Regions from separate parts of the Sus scrofa genome. Here region 2 is linked to region 1. The links are chromatin contacts, called in public promoter capture Hi-C maps. All regions are on one chromosome and are shown on one strand. The core of a region is the stretch at or near the end of the contact, and the rest is flanking DNA. Distances in the headings are between cores, read along the strand shown. Region 1 overlaps FCHSD2 (F-BAR and double SH3 domains protein 2). Region 2 has its middle 17 kb from the start of FCHSD2.

The links. Promoter capture Hi-C pulls out the DNA fragments that hold promoters and counts their contacts.
Region 2: a contact with region 1 is called in a promoter capture Hi-C map of liver, with 4 times the contacts expected there. The contact joins two enhancer-like sites. A contact is called at or near these places in 1 of 5 promoter capture datasets (liver) and 4 of 47 Hi-C or Micro-C datasets (blood, liver and skeletal muscle).

Annotation. Positions count from the first base shown.
Region 1 is chr9:7,548,553-7,551,849 of Sscrofa11.1, reverse strand. The region is part of intron 3 of FCHSD2 (F-BAR and double SH3 domains protein 2); the gene reads left to right. Among named protein-coding and RNA genes, the nearest start is that of FCHSD2, 70 kb to the left of the region's middle. Within about 2 kb of position 1,604, at least 1 of the 83 cell types and tissues checked has an H3K27ac peak or open chromatin away from gene starts, as enhancers often do. A contact at or near this core is called in liver, where this site is marked.
Region 2 is chr9:7,635,246-7,638,542 of Sscrofa11.1, reverse strand. No RefSeq gene overlaps it. Among named protein-coding and RNA genes, the nearest start is that of FCHSD2, 17 kb to the right of the region's middle. Within about 2 kb of position 1,767, at least 34 of the 83 cell types and tissues checked have an H3K27ac peak or open chromatin away from gene starts, as enhancers often do. A contact at or near this core is called in liver, where this site is marked.

The DNA of each region.
Region 1 (3,297 bases), core at 355-2,854:
CACCCCAGCCACAGCAACATCAGATCCGAGCTGCATCTGTGACTCACGCCGTAGCTCACATCAATGCTGGATTTTTAATCCACTGAGCGAGGCCAGAGATCGAACCTGCAACCTCATGGTTCCTAGTCAGATTCGTTTCCACTGCGCCGTGATGGGAACTCTTCTCTCTTTTTTTTGGCCACACTCACAGCATGTGGAAGTTCCCAGGCCAGAGATCAAACCTGCACTACAGCTGTGACCCAAGCCACAGCAGTGATAATGCCAGATCCTTAACCTGCAGGACCACCAGGGAACTTCTAACCTCAGATCAAGTTAATACCAAGTTGCTATGGCATAAGCCTAACTGGTTTTATTTTATTTTATTTTATTTTTTTTTGTCTTTTTTTTTGCTATTTCTTTGGGCCGCTCCTGCAGCATATGGAGGTTCCCAGGCTAGGGGTCCAGTCGGAGCTGTAGCCACCGGCCTACGCCAGAGCCACAGCAACGCAGGATCCGAGCCGTGTCTGCAACCTACACCACAGCTCACGGCAACGCCGGATCCTTAACCCACTGAGCAAGGGCAGGGACCGAACCCGCAACCTCATGGTTCCTAGTCGGATTCGTTAACCACTGCGCCACGACGGGAACTCCCTAACTGGTTTTATGATATTAGAAAAAATGTTGCAAAACCTTTAAAGGATGCAGAATTGGAAGTTCTGAAGGTTCGGTACTTCATGTCCCTCTTAGCTTACTCAGAGGCTGAGGGATTTCCATTCCTTGTATTGCTCTGGGAGGTGCAATATATTATTTGGAAAGCTCTGATTTAAAACTAATAGATAGGCATGGATTGAATTCTCCTTCAGAGCTTCCAAAAGGAACCACCCTGCTGATACTTGTAGCCACCAGAATTATGGAAGAATAAATTTCTGTTGGTTTAAGCCACCCAGTTTGTGGGACTTCAGTGCTTTGTTACAGGAGCCCTGAGAAACTTAGATAGTAACCAGCTATAATTTTCTTATTCAGATATTATTTGAGCCTTCTTGTTGTGGCTACACGTATAAATGTGACTGAAAAGAGGATCTTCTCCTCCTGTTTATGATAACCCTAAGTTTTAGAGCACTAAGTATTGCTAGTCATCATTATTTAGATTCTTACACTAAACACTAAGACACTGGCTATTATATCTGCTTTTAGAATGAAGACACAGGGCTCAGAAAGGGCAACCCTCACATAATCTGAATGTTGGTTTCTGACTAAAAGCCTGTATTTTCTTTCCTGTTTCTCCATGTACTTAGATAAGTCAGTTTTTATTGGTAGCAGTAGCTGGTATTTACAGATTTTCTTCTCTAACTCACAGTTTAGTTGTATAATCTAGGCAAAAAAACAGTGGCCTCTTGAGAGTTCCCTTGTGGCACAGCAGGTTAAGGATCCAGTGTTGTCACAGCCACTGCTGTGGCTCGGGTCGCTATTGTAATGTGGGTTTGATCCCTAGCCCAGAAACTTCCAAATGCTAGGGCATAGCCAAAAAAAAAAAAAAAAAAAAAAAAAGTTGGCTTCTTAAATGTGCCAGCCTTTTCCAAAAGCTCTGAGTTCTGTGTACTTTTAGTATTTGTTTGCATTTCTCATTCTCATCTAGAGGCCAGAGTTTAGAACCAAATTATATCATTCTGTTCCTCTGGGATCACTGAGTAGCTGAAACCGAGAAATACTAGGTATTTCTCATAGGAGTTCTAGGAACTTTAGAATTTTGTCTAGAGAATCAGAATGATTAGAATATTCATTATTGTTTATTAATAGCTTTAAATAGAGCATTCAGAACAAATGGTTAGTGAGCAATTTTTTTAAGAAACCCCCAAATGGAGTGACTGTCAATAAAGACTCATGTAATTGATAGTGTGTCATCTATCCTTTCATGACGACTGGTTGTAGATAAAATCAAACCTTTTATCTTTCTTCTGTGGAAATAGATGAAATAGTTCTGAACGTGATGAGTTTATGCTCATGTTTGATTATAGATGTTTTTGAGGGGGTTATGACATTGCTGAATAAAATACTGAAACACTTTAAGTCTTAGTCTAATGGAGAGATAGATTCATAAACAAATGAAACTAGCTTGCCTGGCTTTGCATAGGAGAGTCATTATCCATTAAATAAATGCGTATCAAATGCTCCTCAGTAGAGTACTGCTTCGTACTGTTGCCCATTTGAGAGAAGGTTCTGTGCTTTAAATCATTGGTTCAGGTGAGTTTGAATTTAGGATTCATATCTGCAATCACTTTTTATCTATCTTTGTATTGTGTATGTTATGTCATTTACAATCAACAATCACATAGGTGCCTTGTTTGTTGTATCTGAGCATGAGTTGTGCTGCCTGTCATCAGCCTGTCTTCTCGTTGAGGTACTCCCTACCACCTGCCAGAGGGAATTTTGGATGTGCAGCGTAGCCTACATTTTAAATCAGCTGGTCTCAAACAATTTTCAAATTGGGTGGAACTCCATCCAACCTTTTAATGTGATGTATGGGGAAAAAATGAGAAATTAATTTTATAAACCAACAGTAGTCTAAATTGTTACTCTTTCTAATTCTCTAAGTTGGTTTGCTTCATGGATTTTCTGAGAAAGGAGAAAGTGGTCTAATGGCTTTTACTTAAAAAAAGGCAGCCGTAACACTATTCAGGAAACATTCCATGATTACACTGATACCTCCCTTATCCACCTACAGAGTCTTTGAAAACAGGATTTTATTTCCCTTGTAATTTATTTCTAGCTCTTAGTACAACATCTGGCACATCGTAAATGCTTAAGTTACATTCGCTTCATGAAATGAAGATGCTTTTTGCAGATCTGCTTTGTTGGAAATTATGATTCAGAGTAGGAATCAATAAAATGTTATTCTTAAGCCGAGAAAGTGGTATTGCTAGAAGGAAATAGAAGCATGTCTTTTGACCAATAATTGAGAGCCACAAGTAGCTCATGTAGTGTGTTACTACTTATATTCTCAGAAATCATTTAATGATGTTTACAGCACAGGGAACTGTTTATAGTACACAGTTCTTGGGTTAGAACATGCTGGAAGATAGTATGAAAAAAAAATATATATGTATGGCTGGGTCACTTTTTTTTTTTGTCTTTTTAGGGCTGCACCCATGGCATATGGAGGTTCCCAGGCTAGGGGTCCAATCAGAGCTACAGCTGCTGACCTATGCCACAGTTCACAGCAACACTGGATCCTTAACTGGAACAACAGTTCACAGCAACACTGGATCCACTGGGCAAGGCCAGGGATCAAACCTGCAACCTCATGGTTCCTAGTCAGAT
Region 2 (3,297 bases), core at 518-3,017, 87 kb before region 1:
CGGTGGGCCTTTGAGAGAGTCTAAGTTCCTGAATCAACCTAAGTTCTGGGCTTCTGAGGCCTTGGCCTGAAGCCACTTGGTATTATCTCAGCAACACCAGAAGCCATGCCCTCTGCTCTGTTTGTTTTGTGTGGCTTTGTTTCAGGGTATGGATCAGTATGGACCTTTAAACAACAACGAAAACCAGTCAGCGGGAGGTAGAATCCTGCTGTCCCAAGGTCATTTCTGTTGATTCTTGTCACTGGAACAACCAGCAAGCTGGGAGCCCGGGCAGTGCCTGGAGGTGGCCCCTGGCTTCCCCCTCCCCCATTTCCTTGCATTGTCAGCCCTGGGTCCCAAACCCAGTGTAGCCTGAGTAAGGACACAAGCACAGCCTTGAAAGTAAACAGACCTGGGCTTGCGTTTCTGCACTGCTGTCTACCAGCTGTGTGGCCTTGGATAAGTGGCTTTGCCTCTGAACCTCGGTTCTCTAATGTGTTACACATGGTCAAGGATGCCTGCTTCCAAGGCTGCGGGTGTTAGAAAGAAGACGTGGACAGGAGTTCCCATCGTGGCCCAGTGGTTAACGAATCCGATTAGGAACCATGAGGTTGCGGGTTCGATCCCTGGCCTTGCTCAATGGGTTAAGGATCAGGCGTTGCTGTGAGCTGTGGTGTAGGTTGCAGACACAGCTCAGATCCTGCATTGCTGTGGCTCTGGCAAAGGCCGGCAGCTACAGCTCCGATTGGACCTAGCCTGGGAACCTCCATATGCCGCAGGAGCGGCCCTAGAAAAAAGGCAAAAAAAAAAAAAAAAAAGGAAAAGAAAGAAGACATGTACATAACAGATGCTCAGCAAACGGGGGCTTCTTTCTCCTCACCCTCTCTCTCCTTGGGAGACACTGGTGCCTCCCGGTCCTGGACTGAGAGGTCGGGATCCCTGGGTCTGGGGGGTGGGTTTTGTTGTTTCCTTGACCTCAGGCAAGTCCCTGGCCGTCTTGGACCCTAGCTCCTTATCTGAGAAATAGGGTGGGGCACCCGACCCTCTCTCTCGGGGCCCCTCCCTGTCTCCAACGCCAGTAGAGCGCTGCCTGCTGGGTTTGACTTTCCTGAGTGTGGGTGGGAAACGCACTGGCCTGGGAGGCTGGCCCCTGCCCTGACACACCAGGGGACCTAGGACACGCCCTCTGCCCCTCTGGATCTTGGTCCTCCTCAGTGTAGTGAATTGGATGTCACGGGCTCTGTCGTCTCTTTGGCGCCGATGGTCCAGGATGCAGGGATGCCCAGTCAGGCAGCCATGCCCTTCGGCCTCCTCGCCTCCGGCTGTGAGCTCAGGTCTCTCGTTCTCTGTGGCAGAGTCCGCCCTGTATCCAGCTTCACCAGCTCTTCTGCATCTCGTCGAGGACGCGGAGAGCCGCTGGGCTCCCGCCCCGCTGCCCCACGGCTCCCTTCTCAGTGTTCAGTGTCCCATGAGCCTCTGGGTCTGTCTAGGCCCTTCGCTGCCGAAATGGGGGGTCCATTTCGGCCCCTCCCCACTCATCTCGCAAGAATGGCAAGAATGCTTGCTTGCAGAAAAGCCCCCTCGTGACGGCTGCACTTCTGAGCCCGTAAGCATGGCACCTGCCTCCTCACCACCCTTCCTCTGGAGCGCCGCAGAAGCGCGTGTTTCGGGCTGGGCTGTGGGCCCAGAGGACTTTATACTTTGCATGTCCTTGGAGAAGTAACCAGAGCACCCGAAAGAGGCCTGCACTTCGGTGTCACAAGCCCGACCACGTGAGGGGGGAGGCCGTTGCTGGGCTGGTCCCGTTCCAGACAGCTGGCACACGCAGGTTCCCTGCATCACACCCAACGTGGGGCTCTAGAGGTCACCGGAAACAGCGAGAGGCCAGCACGTCGGCTGGGAGCCCAGCTCCGGTCCAGCGTCACCACGGGGCCATGCCCAGAACACCCTCCCGGAGGAAGGGGGCCGCCCGGGGGTGGAGGCCTGGCTCACCCTGCTGGGCCCTCCACCTCCTGGATCTGACTTCCTCCTGGAGAGGCAGCCAGAATAGAACCTGGGTTCTCCTTCCCCTGGCACTGCTGATCATGCTGGCTACCCTGCCACCAGGTTGGTGAGGTCTGGCTGGGAATCCCGCCCCTTCCCCCCAGAGGCTGGGGGTCCCCCCTGGGCCTCCACAGTCCTGAGCCCTGATTCTCAGGGACTAGCTGACCACATGGCGCATGGCAGTGGGGATACTCCCCAACTCAAACGCTCTAGGGAAAGGGACTGAGTGTCCCGGTCCCCACCGCCCATTGTAGGGCTTGGCACAAGATAGATACGAAACTGCTTCTTCCGTCTAGGCTCCGTTTTGAGTCCTCCCAGCACTGACCCATAGAGGCCTTAGCAGAGGCTTCTGATAGAACCAGAGTTTTTGGGGCGGGGGGCTCCTGAGCCACGAATGATGCACCGCTGACGGCAGCCTCAGGGCAGATCCCGAAAGGCAGCAGAGCCTGCGCAGCAGGGTGTAAAGTGTGCTTTGGGGTCCCGGCCCTCTCTGCTTTGGTCTCAGCCCACTCCCTGCCTGGATCCTGGGCTCCAACCCACCCAGGCACCCCGCCCGTGCACTGCCAGATTTCCAGGTGTTCCAGCTCGGTGCCAGGCTTCTCACTATTTCCTCATCTCGAATGTTCTCTTCGTCCCCTTCTCCCTGGAAAACTTCTTGGCTCCAAAGTCTGCTGACTGAGGGACACAGAAGTGACCTTTCCTCTCCATGTTCTTCCAGTTTTTGTTTTTTTTTTTTTTTCTGCTTATCAGCTCAACTGGCCCCACAGTTACTGGTGCTGTTTGTCTTATTCGTCTCAAGAGGTTGCTCTGAGGGAAAGCAAATACCAGGCTCTGCAGCCTCTGTTTCCCCATCTGTAAAATGGAGACAGTGATTGCTACCCTTCCAGGTTGATAGAAGGATTAAATGAAATTAGTCAGGTCAGAACCCAGCACAGTCATCTCATTTGTCCACACACGGGGCAGGAGGGAAGACGTAGCCAACCTGCCCCACAGAGGCAAAGGCACCTAGGCTGGGGTTCTCGGCCCTATGGAAAAACTCAGCTAACCCACTGATGGCACAGCCCACCTCCCAAACCCAGGGAGGAGGGACCCGGGGCTGTGGGAGGCCGAGGGGAGAGGGCAGGCCTTTATAACATCTCCAGATATGCTGATCTTTTCCGGGCACAAGTTGTGTGCCCTGCCCGCTGCCAAGTGCATCATAACTTCAGCTCATCCTCTCGCACTCAGGCCACAGGATCCTGTTATGAATGCCACTTGGCTCCTTCCTCTCTCTAC